Regions from separate parts of the Triticum aestivum genome. Here region 2 is linked to region 1. A link is a contact called in public HiCAR-type data. All regions are on one chromosome and are shown on one strand. The core of a region is the stretch at or near the end of the contact, and the rest is flanking DNA. Distances in the headings are between cores, read along the strand shown.

What was found. HiCAR-type assays count read pairs that join an accessible place to other places.
Region 2: a HiCAR-type map of leaf shows a contact between it and region 1, with 5 times the contacts expected there. The contact joins the promoter of LOC123061695 here to the promoter of LOC123061694 in region 1. A contact is called at or near these places in 4 of 5 Hi-C or Micro-C datasets (leaf and an unstated tissue) and 1 of 1 datasets of contacts at active chromatin or transcription factors (leaf).

The regions. Positions count from the first base shown.
Region 1 is chr3A:468,963,742-468,971,366 of IWGSC CS RefSeq v2.1, forward strand. It overlaps LOC123061694, which reads left to right and starts at 4,454. Exons shown (of 3, transcript XM_044484900.1): 1 at 4,454-4,875; 2 at 4,976-6,836; 3 at 7,385-7,625. The coding sequence starts at 4,726. The coding sequence ends at 5,611. LOC123061692 (violaxanthin de-epoxidase, chloroplastic) reads left to right here and starts at 1,559. Exons shown (of 3, transcript XM_044484894.1): 1 at 1,559-1,918; 2 at 2,364-3,783; 3 at 3,947-4,230. The coding sequence starts at 1,637. The coding sequence ends at 3,662. LOC123061693 (MRN complex-interacting protein) reads right to left here and starts at 1,473. Exons shown (of 5, transcript XM_044484896.1): 1 at 1,287-1,473; 2 at 889-1,192; 3 at 1-3. The coding sequence starts at 1,337.
Region 2 is chr3A:469,104,122-469,111,797 of IWGSC CS RefSeq v2.1, forward strand. LOC123061695 (type IV inositol polyphosphate 5-phosphatase 3) reads left to right here and starts at 2,414. Exons shown (of 11, transcript XM_044484902.1): 1 at 2,414-2,732; 2 at 2,866-2,980; 3 at 3,943-4,014; 4 at 4,498-4,588; 5 at 4,873-4,977; 6 at 5,183-6,002; 7 at 6,379-6,557. The coding sequence starts at 2,580.

The DNA of each region.
Region 1 (7,625 bases), core at 3,204-5,703:
CCCCTATATATGTTTGTAAATTGCAGCATGAGAACAATTAGGCCATTACCATTCAAATTTCAAAATAATTGGGCTATGCATTGGAAATGAGGCCATTCGATGCCTAGAAATGTGATGCTAACAAATTTTGAGAATAAATAGAGAGTATATTGCGAGTTTCGCCATCTAATTTGACAAAATCTGCGTAAAAGACCAGGGTTTGGTTTTCTTTGAATATAACACGTCATGTATTGCAATATGCAACATTTCGTTTTGAAACAGAGCATGATCAAACCCTTGCCACCACAGACAGGGCCAGCCGTACGCTGTCCATCACCCCACATCATCCACTTATGTTGCATCAGCAGCCAGGCACGACGGTCACAGGTATGAATGTATGATTAGGTCGGATTGGAAAAGCAGGTGCAAAGTGCAACACATAGTCGACTTGCATTGTGTTATGTGCAAAGAGAAGCAACAAAAATGTCTTGTGCAAGCAATGTTACAGTAGGTAATGGAAAATGCAATTTGCTAATGAATAAACATGTATGCAACTTTTAGAAGCATACCACGTACGGCCATATCCTGAATGCAAAATGCAGCAACTTAACCATCTGGTTCCAGTTCCCGGAGAAATAATAACAGGCAATAAGCATTTAAATGCAGGTACACAGTACTAGGAACTTGTGAGATGTTTATTCTAGTGCTGGCATAGGTAATGCTGTATGAATTGCTCCAAATAACATATAAATGCATGTCAATTTCAGATCACAGCCCAGCAGGCCCTACAGGTTTACATGATTCCAGTCCAGGAAGTCCTCTGTAAATTAAACCTTGAATGATAAAGTGTAAGTTAGCAGATTCGAAGCATCCAAGCTTGAGAAGGATTAGTACGATTCCGGTGCATACCATCATCACGGGAATCAGCAGAGCCGCGGCCGCCATGACGCTCCCCGGTGGTGTCGTCCAGGTACTCGGACCAATCCATCCGCTTCCTCTCCCTCGGGGTCTCGTCTTGCTGATCCCCGGCCGCCGGCGGGTCCCAGTCCGCCTCGCGCACCGGCGCGCCGCGGCCGCGCGCGAGGTTGGCGTCCTGGACGAAGCGGCGCAGGTCGGCGGCGCGGTAGCCGCGGGCGTGCACGCGGATCACGGACTGGCGCCGGTTGCACACCGCGCACGCCCACTTGTTGCTGCTCTTCTTCTGCTGCTTCACCTGGGTCGTCGAAGGGCAACACAGAAACGAGATCGGATCAATGGTGGAACAAACAGAAGCGGAAATCGGTGGACTGCTTGGTCGAGGCGCCCACCTGCATGGTGGAGCATTCCACGCACTGTAGGGCGAGGAAGAGAGTCGCCATGGCGGACCCAGGTTCTCTTCTCGAGCGGGCCGGAGAACGAATCGAAGAAGGCGGAGGAGGATTGGGGGGAAATTTTGCGTTTCTCCCGCTCTAATGGAGGTTCTGGCGCGGCAGCTGATGTTTCGTTCTATTTCATTTCATTCGGTATAAAATTTTGCGTCATCCCCTCTGTTTTATTATTAATACTGACTGTTGATTTTGGATCGGACGGCTGAGAAAGGGCTCTGGGCTTCGCGAGGAAAAGGTCCTCGAAGGCTCTACCGCGACGTGCAGCCGCTTCCTCCACTCGGTCCCCTCCCATGGCGACCGCTCTCCCAACCTCCGCTGCCGCCGCCACCGCCACCGCCGCCGTTCGGATCTTCCAACCGACCCGGTTCCGCCTCCCTAGAACCTCTTCCGTGCTTGCCCGCAAGCGTTCCGCTAGTCGCCGCCTCTCCGGCATCACCTGCTCTCCCGGGATTGCCAGCGTCGCCGGCCAAGCCACGTCCCCGGAGGACGCCGTCCGCATCGTGGTCGTCGTCGGCGACGGAAGCATCAGCCCGCTCAAGGATACGCCATGGGACGAGGTTATGCGCCATACGGTAGGGCCTCGCTCTTAACCCATAACTTCGTGGCCTTGTGAGTGTTACTTCAGAATGTGAAGTGATTCTACTGATTTCCTACTGCGCATACTTCACGATTTTGCATACAGTAAACAATCAGTACCATCTGTATGACCGCAACTGTCTGAACAGGAACCCCAGCTTCATTTTGGACACCTGCTAATGTTTGAACTAGTTGTTTTAGCCTCAATTGCTAATCTTGAATTCTTAAGCGTATGAGTAGTATCATTATCTCGGTTCAAAATGCTTCAACTGTTTATTATTGAATAATATGGAGTGCCAGGGGTCAGATACATTTCTGTAGGTGAGCATGAAATGTGCAATTTTTGCTTGCTGGCTTTGCTAAAACCTGCATGTTAATTTATATAATGAATCTCATAATATCAGTTTACTGCCTATAATCTTGTATCTTGTTTTTTACTAGGCTGATAGGTTGAAGTGGGTTGATGAAGGATTTGAAATGCTTGTATTCACTGACAAGTGGATTGACCATGATGATCTTAAGAAAGAGTTGTCTCGCTGTGATATGCTAGTCAATGTTGCAATAACAGGCCAGGAGTCTGTTCAGTGGCTTATGGATAACAGCAAGAACATACCGAATGTACTTTGCTTTCAGTCATCTCCGTCCTTAGTAAACAAGCTAGGTGGCACGTATGTTCAATACACGGGAGAACAGGACTTCTTTGGCAAGCTAATCAATGTTGGAAAACCAAGTGGAACAGAGGAATCAACTGAAGTCCTCAAGACGATATCCAATGCCTGGGAAAGGCACAACTCAGATGACATTAGGTTTTGCTTACTTGTTGTGGTTAATGCATACATAAGACCGGTGGCTATGCTGAAAAACCTTAGGGCAAAAGGTCTGTCTACCCTAGGTTGTATGATAACAAACTGCGGTCCTCAAATACTGAATTGTTTGTTTGATCCCGACTGTAGGAAAGCCATTCAATGTCTGAATTCTTGCTCTCCAACCGACCAGGTCTGTAACTATCGCTGCATTGCATCGTACGAGAGTCCACATCTAGAGGCTTTTTCCCTCTGTGTTTTGCAAAAGCACAACTGCCTTGAGCTCAATGCTGAGATCCCTAGTAAGCCCTCTGTGACCCCACTATCAATGTTCAGAGAACTAAAGCTTAGCCATGAAGTTGCAGAAGACCTGTTTGTCGGTTGGCTGGACGGCTTGGAGTGGAGCTGGAGAGTTGTAGCTGGACAAAATCCAGCATATGACCAATTCCCATGCCAGTACCAATTATTCTACAGAGGGAAAGCTAAAGGTTCATTTTGGTACGAGCCAATTTTTCAAGTCAGAACCCTGGAAGGAAAGCTGGTTTGGAGGCGTAGAAAGTACAGAGTGAGAAGAGCTAGCACCCCTGGTACATTTTATTTCAGTGTGCTGGATAATGGTGTGGTTTCGAAAGAGTTTTGGACAGTTGTTGATGTTTCGGATGATTTCGGCTGGGGTCTGTTCCATTACCATGGAGCTGCTCAGGCTGCTGGACAATCATACACTGGAGCAGTGCTTGTTACCCCTGATGGGTCTTATCCTGACGGGGACAACCCAAGATTGGACTCTGCTTTGGAGAAATGTGGTATCAAGAAATGGGAGCTTTATATGGTTGACAACTGCTCCTGCACGGGCGCGCCTTTGGGAACCCCCGAAGGTTCACGGCTGCATTACCAGATCGCTCCAGGAAAAGAAGCTGGCATTATGCAGAGAATATGATGTTCACACAGCATGAAAGGGGCAATTCCTTCCCCAACTGATGTACATGTGCACCTCTACTTACAAAGATGTAAAGAATGACCGCCGGTATTACCAAATGGATCTTATTTGTAATTGGGAGGTATATTTTCTTGTTCTTGTATGTACTTGTTGTCATATAATACCTCACCTTTTCTGCTGCCATCATCATGCCCAATGCTTAACAACTACAGATACAGAACTAGTAGTTCAATACAAAGATTGTTCAGTAATAATACTCTTGTGTGTCTAATTTGAATTTCCAGCTTTTCTCATCATGACAGGTCGACGTTGGATGCAATGTTCAAGGGGCGTCTTCATCACTTGTATAAATCCTGGATCCTCACACATAGCAGGAGTGCAGGACAGAAGGGTTCATCCTGTGTCTGCTATGCCAGTCCCACTGTCCCCAGTTCTCTGCTGGTGTTCCGTTCTGGTTGCTGTACAGTTATCTTTTGCCGCTTACTGTAAACTTGTAGTGAACATAAACGAGCCATTATCGTGTAGACAACTAAGTCGTTAATACATGTGTTGTTGCGATATTTAAGCATCTTGAAGTGTTCCCACTTATGGCTGCTGGAGCATCTTATGGATGTTCAGATAGTTCAGTTCGGTGTATACTTTTATGTTGGCGAAGCAAAAATGGTGTTCTTCACACAAGCTAGAGTAAGCAAAGTCTCCTACGTCTGGTTGACCTGCTTTATACCCCCAATCCACAGGTTTCATTCAGATCTGATGCACTCCCTGTATTTACCCCTGTGGCTTTCCTTGGATGCCTACTGATTCCATGTTGAAAACCATCTCACTGCTGCGTTAACTTCTGGTGTCTGCTGCATTATTTTTCAGCACGTGGTAGTGTAAAGTCTGAGAGAGAAATTGCTGCAGTTTAAGATTCTGAATCCTAGTGGATAATTCATGGCTACCTTTTTATATGGATCATATGACCACATTGACTTTGACTTTGACTTTGACTCCAAGGTGATAGTAGTCTATAAATTCCAGGCATTTGACAGACGGCAGTTGATAACAGCGGCAGCGCACAAGAATGGCGGGGCTGTATGAGAAACCGTCGGAGACGTACGCCAAGAAGCGGCCGCGGTACCCCAAGGAGTGGTTCTCCATGCTCGCCTCCCTCACCGCCGGCCACCACCGCGCCTGGGACGCCGGCTGCGGCACCGGCCAGGCCTCCGTCAGCGTAAGCCTCCAACCCTTTAAGCCACGTCGTCTGTTTGTTTGATCTGCACTCTCTGAGTCGAGCGAGCACCTGAACTGAAAAGCGAAAATCCTCTGCTCAGATCGCGGAGCACTACGACGGCGTGGTCGCGACGGACGTGAGCGAGGGCCAGCTCCGCCACGCCATCGCGCACCCCAAGGTGCGGTACCTGCACACGCCGGAGGACCTCCCGGAGGACGACCTCGTCGCCCTGGTCGGCGGCGAGGGCTCCGTGGACCTGGTCATCGTGGCGACCGCGATCCACTGGTTCGACGTCCCGCTCTTCTACGCCGTGGTGAACCGCGTCCTCAGGAGGCCAGGCGGCGTCCTCGCCGTGTGGGGGTACAACTACGACATCCACCCGTTCGGGGACAAGCTGCAGGGGACGCTGTACCCGGCCATGCGGCCGTACATGGACCCGAGGACGAGGCTGGCCATGGAGCGGTACCGCCAGCTGCCGTTCCCGTTCGAGCCCGTCGGGGTGGGCCGCGAGGGCGAGCCGGCCGACGTCGACATGGAGGCGGAGATGACGCTGGAGGACCTGGCCGGGTTCGTGATGACCGGCTCCGTCGCGACCACGGCTAGGGAGAAAGGGGTGGACCTGGAGGCGCTGGTGAAGGGTGTGATGAAGGAGGTGGAAGAGGGGTGGGGGGATCGGCCGACGGTGCCCAGGAAGCTTGTGTTCAAGGCCTTCATGCTGGCTGGGAGGCCCAGGTGATAGATGAACTGCTGGCTGGTGAATTGGGATCAGTACCGTAGAGTAAAATACTAAAATGTGAAGTTTGCGACTTATTACTGCCTTCTTTTCAAAATACTTTAAAGTTCTAGATTTATACTAAGTCAAATATCTTCAAGTTTCACCAAGTTGTCATTCGTAGTCTAAAAATCTTGATGCAATCTCTACTATCTAAAAGAAACGGAGCGTTTCGTTTCCCCTCTTAGGTTCGTCCAACCTGCGTTTCGCTCGTCGCTCCTCTAATCGCTCGCACATGGGCCAAAGGCCAAAGCCCAGCCCCGGCGAGCCATTCCTTCCTCCTGATCTAAAAAAAGGCACTCCTTCCTCCTCACGCCCTCGAACTGGCGGCGCTAGGGTTTTAGCGTTGTCACCCATCCCCAACCCGTCCTTGGCTCCTGGGCTGCCGCTCGACCTCCACGGTCGCTCCTCGCCAACGCTTGCTTCCCCGTATCTCGCCTTTCGTCGATATGGACTTGTGCTCCCCGCCCCCATGGTGATGTGCTGGAAGCGTGCTCCGCGGCTCCTCCCCCACGGTCTCGCACGGGAAGGGCGAGGGCGAGTCCTGGTGGCTGATGCATGTGGGTGCCAATGTGGTGCCTGTTAAGATTTCCACTGATTTCTTCTCCGTTCAAAATTGTCTAGCCAGCAACCTTTCCGCCTGGTTTCCAGTGATAGTTGACATCAGGAAGGAACTCACAAAGTTCAGTAATGCCCAGGTTAAGTATGCCCAGGTTAAGTACACCAGCAGAAACAAAAACACGCTAGCTCACCTCTGAGTCACGGAAATATGCAAATGATTGCTGGGCGTACTAGATGACCTGGCTGCAGGTTTAGCTGCCGACGCTATGTTGGCTGAAGAGTAGTTTTTTGTACTCTGTTTTCACGTTTCATGTTTTCTTCTTATTGTTTTCTCTGAATTTTTTCCAACCAGGCTGACAACCCCTTTCCATTGAATAACAAAATATTCAGTTCAGTACAAGGATCGACCAACTCTACAGTACATCATGACAACCAAAAAAATAATTAGTTAGATGCAGATGTGTGAATGATGAATGGGTGCCGCCTTAAATCATCAGCACATGAGTGGTTGCCTGATCAAATGCTCACCCTGGACGGCCTGCTCGCCAAAGTGGTTACGCCGAGTTATAGCTACTGGGCCACCGTCTCGCCGCTCTGGGTGTGGTGTCACTCCTGTTCCCGACATCAGGTACTTCTCCACCAGAGAAATTAACTTAGATTGGGCTGGTGCAACAGTTCTTATTGTTGAATTCGAATGTTCTTTTAAGGAGAAAGGTCAATAAATGATGTTGTTTTCTACTATGGAAATTCAGTCGTCGGCTTCGCTATTAAGTGCCAAGGTGATGTGCATATAAGATCTAGATTAGGAACTGCGGGGTTCAACATAAAGGGCTTCACTACAATATTTTTCCCATGCAATTGATGGATGTGAACTGTCCTGATAACAAGGCCCATGAGCGCATGCTTCGTCGAATATTTTCAATCTATGCAGCACTGGATCAATTACATATCCATCCATCCAACTTCAATTTTGATATATCTAATGCATCATGCACAATGACTCTTCATTATGTTGAAAAACTTAGATATATAAGAGTGTCTGCAAGAAAACCATTGACCACACATTTTCAAAGGTTTCTTTTTCTTCATTTATATACATTTGTACTAGCTAAGTATTTCTACATTTTTTATTTGATGCCAAATTTTAAGGAACGTCAATCTGATGTATTTTTACAGTAATCAATATGTTGACTTGGCACTTCCATTTGCGACATACCTGGTAATTGTCGAAGAGTTGGATGATTGTAAGCCGGATGTACCATTAACAACAATGGTGAGGATGGATTGGGGAGACGAAGATTACAGGAGGACAAAGAAGGAGGAGGAGGATTTCAAGGTAAAAAGATCGACAATGCTATTTGATGTGCATGAGGATCCTAAACAAAACATAATTGATGTGAAACCAATAGGATATTTA
Region 2 (7,676 bases), core at 1,164-3,663, 140 kb after region 1:
TCCTACTTCTACAATGTGGCGATGTTTTCGCTCAGCGGAACCGTTCTGTTGGTGAGCATGGAGACAAGATACATGATGAGAAATTCCAATTTTTTGAAAAAAGGAATTAAGTTTCTCATACTCACCTCCCCAGTCTGTTTGCATGGCAAAAATTTTAGAGTTCAGTTGACGTTCAACAAGACTTTGAAAGTTACTAAAAACTTGAAAGACATCGGATCGCTTCTTGAGCAAATAAATCCAGGTAAACTTGCTATAGTCATCAATAAAGCTTACATAATAGGAAAATCTACCGACTGAAGTGGGGGCTGGTCCCCAAACATCTGAAAAAATAAGTTGTAACGGAGCAGTAGACACACTAGTAGAGATGGGATAGGGTAATTGATGACTTTTTGCTTGTTGACACGCATCACAAACTGACTCAATACTAGACACAAAAGGAAGTTTATTCTTGCTAATGACATGCTGAACTATAACTGAAGAAGGATGACCCAAGCGTCGATGCCACTTTTCTGAAGATGGTTTGGTGACACTCCAAGCTTGTTTATTTGACTCTGACGAAGAAGAAGATGATGTGATTGGATAGAGACCTCCCTCGCATCTTCCTCTAAGGATGACTCTCCTCGTTGCCAAGTCCTTAATCACAAAAAGAGTAAGGGTAGAATATGATGAGAACATTATTGTCACGTGTAAAACGATGAACGGAGACAAGATTCTTTGATGCATGAGGGATATGTAAGACATTGTTGAGGTGAAAATTTTTCTGAGGGGTTTTAACAATCGAGTTACCAATGTGAGTAATATCCATACCAGCTCCGCTTGCCGTGTGAACTTGGTCACCTCCGTGGTATTTCTCCCGCATTGTTAACTTATCAAGCTCTCTTGTGATATGTTCGGTGGCACCCGAATCTGCATACCAATTAGTGTCGATGCCATACGAGTTGGTGACGAGGTTAACCTTCTTCCTTTCCTGACGATCTTCCTTGTACCGATCCCAGCAGTCCCTAGCGCCACCAGCATGGAATTTGTAACATATCTGGCACTCGGGGTAATCCTCCTCATGCTGCTGCTGATACTGCTGCTGCGATGGCTGGCGTTGACGCTGCTGGTAGCCGTTGTTCCCACCGGTGCGAACAGGAGAAGATGGAGCACGATCAGAGCGACCACGCCCTCTACGTCCGCGGCCTCCTCTGCCCTGAGACTGGCCGCGGCCCCTGTACATGGCATTGGCTGACGAACGAAAGCCTGGTCCGTCGCCAAGCATCTCCATCCTCTGATCGAAAGCAGAAATCTGCGAGAAAAGATCATCAATAGAGATTGAATTCTTGATGGCGCCAACTGCTGCAACGACGGGGATCGTAATTCCGATCGAGTCCGGCGAGGATGTAGTCCACCATCTCTCCGTCTGTCACCGGACGACCTGCTGCTGCAAGCTCGTCTCCGAGGCTCTTCATCTTGGTGATGAAAGTGTTGCTGGACATGTTGCCCTTCTTGGTGTTGGAGATGGCGATCCTCAGGTTTGTTATTCGCGATTGCGACTGCGCAGCAAAGATCGTGGTAAGGGCAGTCCATAGATCAAGGGTACTTTCCTTACCAATAACTTGCGCGGGGATTTCTGGAGTGAGCGAATTTAGCAGATAACTTAGGACCTGCTGATCCTTGGCAATCCATGGGCCATACAGCGGATTCGGCTCGATGGCCGTGGTCTTGTCCGCCTTAGCGACCTCCACTGTTTTCGGCGGCGCTGCATCGCTGCCGTCGAGAAGACCGGTCACCTGCGCACCTCGCAGGGCCGGCAGAACTTGCGCCTTCCATAAGAGGTAGTTCCCCCTCGCGAGCTTCTCTGTTGGTGGGGCGCCGAGGTTGAGGCCGACGGCGTTGGAGCCCATGACGATGACGATGGAAGGGTGCTAGGGTTCTGAATTTTTTTGTGTTGCTAGATGATAGGGAAGAGGCTAGCTCTGTATACCATGTAAGATTTGGTATAAGCGTTCCTACTCCTCGAGGGAGCCGCGTCATGTATATTTATATGGGGCAACAATGCCTTGCCTTGGCGTACAAGAGAAACCAGAAAGAAATCCAATCTGGTTCGGTATAGGAGATAGATAGGGATACGAGAGAGAAAGAGATAGAGATAGGTTTAAGATTACATGGAGTAAACTGCTCAAACTCTAACACGGACGTCGCCGCGCGTGCGACCTCTCTGACTCTGACCGAGGGCGAGTGCGAGTGCGAGTCCAACCCCGACCCACCGGGCTGGCTGGCTAGATCTACTCTACCACTCCTACTAGAGAGACTGACAGACTAATAACTGACGAAGTGGTTCGGTTCCGGTCCGGTCCACCGCCAGCCAGCTCGAGCCAAGCCAAAGCCAAAGCCGAAGCCAGGCGCATAAATCCGACCCGCCATTCGCTCGCTAGCATGTCTGTCCCCTGTTACTCAAGAGGAAAGGAGAGGGAACGCGCAGCGCAGCACAAGAGGTTTCCACTGACTAGTACGGCCGCGGTTCTAACTAGCTGTTGCGTGGCGTCGCCTTCTTAAGCCAAGGCCAAGCAAGGGACCGCCGGGGCGCGAGCGCGCGGATGGCGGCCAGGCACTCGTACCCGCCCACGCGGGCCACGCGGAGCGCGCCGGCGCCTCGGCCGCCATTGTCCCGCCTCGGGGAGTCGGAGACGGCGGCGGCCCACCCCGGCGCCGACCCGGAGGCGCGCCGCAAGGCCAAGAAGCAGAACCAGGTGCTCCCTCGTTCGTTCCTTATATTTGTTGGACTGTGGATCATCGGTCGGGCGGTTTGAGGCTATTATTCAATTCGTTTTCTCTGACTGACTGTAACGTACTATTTGATCCGCTTCGGCTTGGATTCCGCAGCTGTGGCCCAAGACGGTGCTGCGCAAGTGGCTCAACATCCGGTCGCCGGACTCCGACTTCAGCGCCGACGAGGGCGACACCGCCGACGAGGCCGCCAGCGACTCCGAGTACGAAGGTGCACGATCCCCTCCGCTCCCTTCCGCCCCCTCCGCCATGAACTGCCTACCTGCCCCCCGCCATCAAGCTATCATTCATTTGGCTTGGCCCCATCCCCAAATTAATAAATCCAAATTCGACGTCAAATTCAGTGAATGGGCCAATGCATCCGGGTCGGATTCATCCCAGTCCAGACTCCACACTGTTCGTCGCTGCTTCTGCTCTTCATCGTTAATTTTCCTCCCCGGCCCATTTCTTTCTGCCAGAAAGGAGTTGTTTGTGGCTGTGGGGGCGGGTTCATTCTTTTCAACCACCACCTGATCCATTTAGTTCGGCGGTACGTCCCTTGTCTTCCAGGCCAGAAAACAAATACTAGTGGGAGGGCGGTGGATTTCGAGGAATTTCCAAATGTCCCTTCCTTCTGTTTTGTCCATTCTGGTGTTGGCTTCGTAACTCCTAAGCCAATTCCCGTTCTCGGTATATTCCTTCGCTTTCTTGGAATACACTAAAATAAACGGACCCTCCGTTATCTAAGAGTAAAAAGCTACTCTAAAAATGAAGTTTGAGCAGATTCAATAGTTTTCCTAGTCAAGTTCGAATGACAAAAAAAAAGGAACAAGTAAGGAAATCAAGCTCTAATTGTATTGCAAGAACATAGTTGCAACGTGAGGCAGGTTGCAGAAAGCAAAATACTACTTTTAAAAGAGGATGCATGCAAATTCTGTTGTCCATGCCTCTTTGGTCGCTTTCTTTTCTCGACTTCAGGTTTGCATGTTGATATGGTCAACCAAAGTCTACAACAACAACAACAACAAAGCCTTTAGTCCCAAACAAGTTGGGGTAGGCTAGAGGTGAAACCCATAAGATCTCGCAACCAACTCATGGCTCTGGCACATGGATAGCAAGCTTCCACGCACCCCTGTCCATAGCTAGCTTCAACCAAAGTCTAATATTTTTTTATATATAATTATATTGGCGCAGAGATGTGCGGATGGGAACGCCAGCGATATGATCAGGACCGGAGAATGCGTGGATTGGGTGCCCAGACTACTGGTAATCCAATGCTTTTTGTAAATTATTATCATGTTGTCTGCTAGCATATGTCTTAGTTTTCAAATGAACTATTTGAACTACAGAAGATGATTGTTGCACTGTTGGTTGTACCAAAGAAATATGCACATGAAAATTAGGCTTGGAATTAAATAGGCCACCTTAGTGACTAATAGCTGCATGCAAACTTAATTGATGTTGAATCTTCTTCCGCTTGTGACTGTTTTCCCCTTGAATCATCGCCTTAGTATTTCCATAGTGTACATTTTGAATCTGCCTGTGAATATTTGCTTTGTTATTATGGACTCGGTGTGAATTAAAGTACTACTGCTGGCAAACAATACTGCAAATATATACTTGTACACCCTTTCACCAATTTTTTACAAGACCTATCTCTGGACCTCCGTTGGCACAACGCAGAGTCTTGTTCTCGAAAAGGCGCACATAGCTTTTCTTATGTGGTGACACAACTTATCAATACTGCAGATAGCCAAATGGAGGGTGTTCCATACGGTCTTAATAGAAGGCGCAAGTCAGAGACTCTTCGTGCTCAGTATATCGATGTCAAGGAACTGAGGTATGGATCTATGCTCCTTAAATTTCGCATTTTCTAGACCTCAAATTTTTAACTGTTTGTTTTTCTTATGTTATAGTATAAGTTAAGTTAAATAACTGCTCACTTTTCGTTCAGATATCTGTCTTGCCTTGTAGCAGGACTTCAAAGCAGTACCATCTACTCCCTCCGATCCAAATAAAGTGTCATGGCTTTACTTCAGCCACGACACTTTTTTTGGATCGGAGAGAGTACTATGTTTTTTCTGTTACTGTCTTTTCTTATAGTCTGTTGGGTTTAATATTCAGGGTCTGCATAGGAACTTGGAATGTTGCAGGCAAACTTCCACCTCAAGATTTGGATATTCAAGAATGGTTGGATATGAAGGAGCCGGCTGACATATATGTTCTTGGGTAACTTGTTGAACCTCCCGTTATATTTCTGAGAACTGAACCTCCCATGTTACTGAATACAAAGAATATCAAGCCATGAGCTATCACTTTAACTCCAAATGATATGTGCTCCTATGAGTTTGATCACCTGGTCTTAATTTTATTTTGAATGTACTAAGATTAGCACTACCTTGTTTCATATTATGAGATTCTTTTTACATTTCAGATTTCAAGAAGTTGTTCCATTAAATGCTGGGAATATATTTGGTGCGGAAGACAACCGTCCTGCTTCCATGTGGGAGCATATCATTCGTGAAACACTGAATAAGATTAGTCCAGATAAACCAAAATATAAAAGTCACAGTGATCCTCCATCTCCATCAAGGTTCAAGCCATCTGATGACGCTCTTGCAATGGAAGATGAACTTAATAGCGAGTCTGACAGCGAAAGTGGTGGGGAAGTGCACCCATGGAACGAACAAGATTTAGTTGTTGTTGATGATGATGATAGTCATAGCAACAGACTTGAACACTCCACTTCTGCTCCTGACGAATCTATTCTACAGGCTGATAACTTCAGCAAGTTGCCTTCAATGAAGACTTTCAATAGATCCCATAACATAGTAAGTTTTAAAGATTACACCTCTCTTTTGGAAGAGCCGATCAACCAAAAGATGTTAACCAAGACACTCAGTCACTCGGAGAGGCTTGGAATGATTTGGCCAGAACAACCATTGGATATGTTGGCTCAATGTCTTCCAGACAGCACACAACCGTTTGCTTCCGGGAAGGCACTAAAAACATATTTGTCTTTCAAATCAGTTAATGAAGATTCCTGTGCTTTTCCCGAGGATAGTGCACTTCATGGTTTAAACATTGAAAGTGTGGTAGCTAAAGGAAAAAGACCATACTTTGTTAGGATAATAAGCAAGCAGATGGTCGGAGTATTTCTCACAATATGGGTACGAAGGAGCCTGCGAAAGCGCATTCAGAATGTGAAAGTATCAACTGTAGGTGTAGGTGCTATGGGGTACATTGGTAACAAGGTAAGTTTCTATGGATGACATCACTCTCACTTACATTGTTGCATAAACTGAGTTCCAAAATGCATGTACTTATGGCATGCATTTTGAATTTATTAGACATTAGGACAATTTTATTCCTTCACTGATTCATATGTTTTTACCACCTACCCAAATACTGCAAGGAAAGGAGTGCATTCTTGTTTACACCGAATGCATTTTATCTTGACCAGTATCATATCATTTGTATTTACCTTACATCAGTATGTCTTGGTAAAGGCCGGGGGAGATCCTCCTTTTCTAAAAAAAAGTATGTTTTAGTATTGATTATGAAGTGTTCCCTGTAAAAAAAAGGATTATGAACTGCTGTCCTAATTTTTCTTACTTCAACATGCTCCAGGGATCAATAGCAGTAAGTATGTCGATATATCAAACACACTTCTGCTTTCTTTGTTGTCACCTGACCTCTGGAGAAAAGGAAGGAGATGAACAAAAAAGGAATGCGGATGTGCAAGAGATCCATCGAAGGACAGTATTTAATTCCAGAGTGAGCACGCCTAAGACAATATATGACCACGAGTAAGTAAAAAATATTTTTTTTTTCTTTCAAGAATTATATGCTACCCTCCAACTTCCTGAAGTTCCCATGTGACCTAAACTGGTTGTCATCATGGTGAGCTCTTGGATAATTTATTACATTCAGATCAAGATGTTCTTTTAGATATACTAGATGTACACCATGTGGATGGTTTGGCTAAAAAACTAAATATAGACTCCGGTGTAGACAAGGGATTGGTAATTTGATTGCTGAAGCATGCACACACTTAATTTGGATGCACCAAATTAGTTGGTTGGTCGAGTGAATGTACATTCCCACCACATTGGTTCAAGTCCTCACAAACGCGAATTTGGATTCCTATTTATGCTGTAGGGGTCTCCCTTACAGTTTTCCTTCAAATAAAATTTGGGCGTGCCAAGCTTTCATGGCCTCTTACCTGGATCATGCGGCGTTAAACACTAGTATAACGGAGGTTGTCAGAATCACTATTTTAAATCGGGCCGAAACCCCTATGGTATGATGGCAAATCATAGGAAAATAACCAATAGAATCTTAAAATCATAGATTCTGCTAACCAGGATCGTAGAATCGGTCCAATCAATATGGATAGTAAAGTCATAGAATCGCTTGATAGAATGGTGAATCTGAAAACCTTGACTATGACAGTCAAATAAATTAATTATAATCATAAAATTCGCAGAACACATAATACATAGTCGGAAGTAATTCAAGAAAACCATCGAAGTCCTTATATCCTTGGTGTTTACCATGGAGCAATCTAGTAAAACGCTGATACTGCCAAGTTGATTAGTTATTCCGCAATTAGTGTTGCAAATTTAAGAAGATATATTATGAGAGTTAGTGTGCATTTGAGGCCGAATTTCTAGGGTCCAATGAAAAACATGAGTCAGTAGATTGAAAGTAGATGGATGATTGAGGATGTTTGGTTCCAGCAAACTAGTGCTTTTTGTATTGGTATAGACTTAAATATTTGGAGGCGAAAGGAGCAAATCATGAAGTCATATCACTGTCACAGAAAATCATATGTTTGCACTTCATACACGCTGAAAATTTTACCTTTACCTGTAGGAAATTCTAGTTTATTGTTGTTAAGCACCGCATGAGTTTGCCTTGCGACA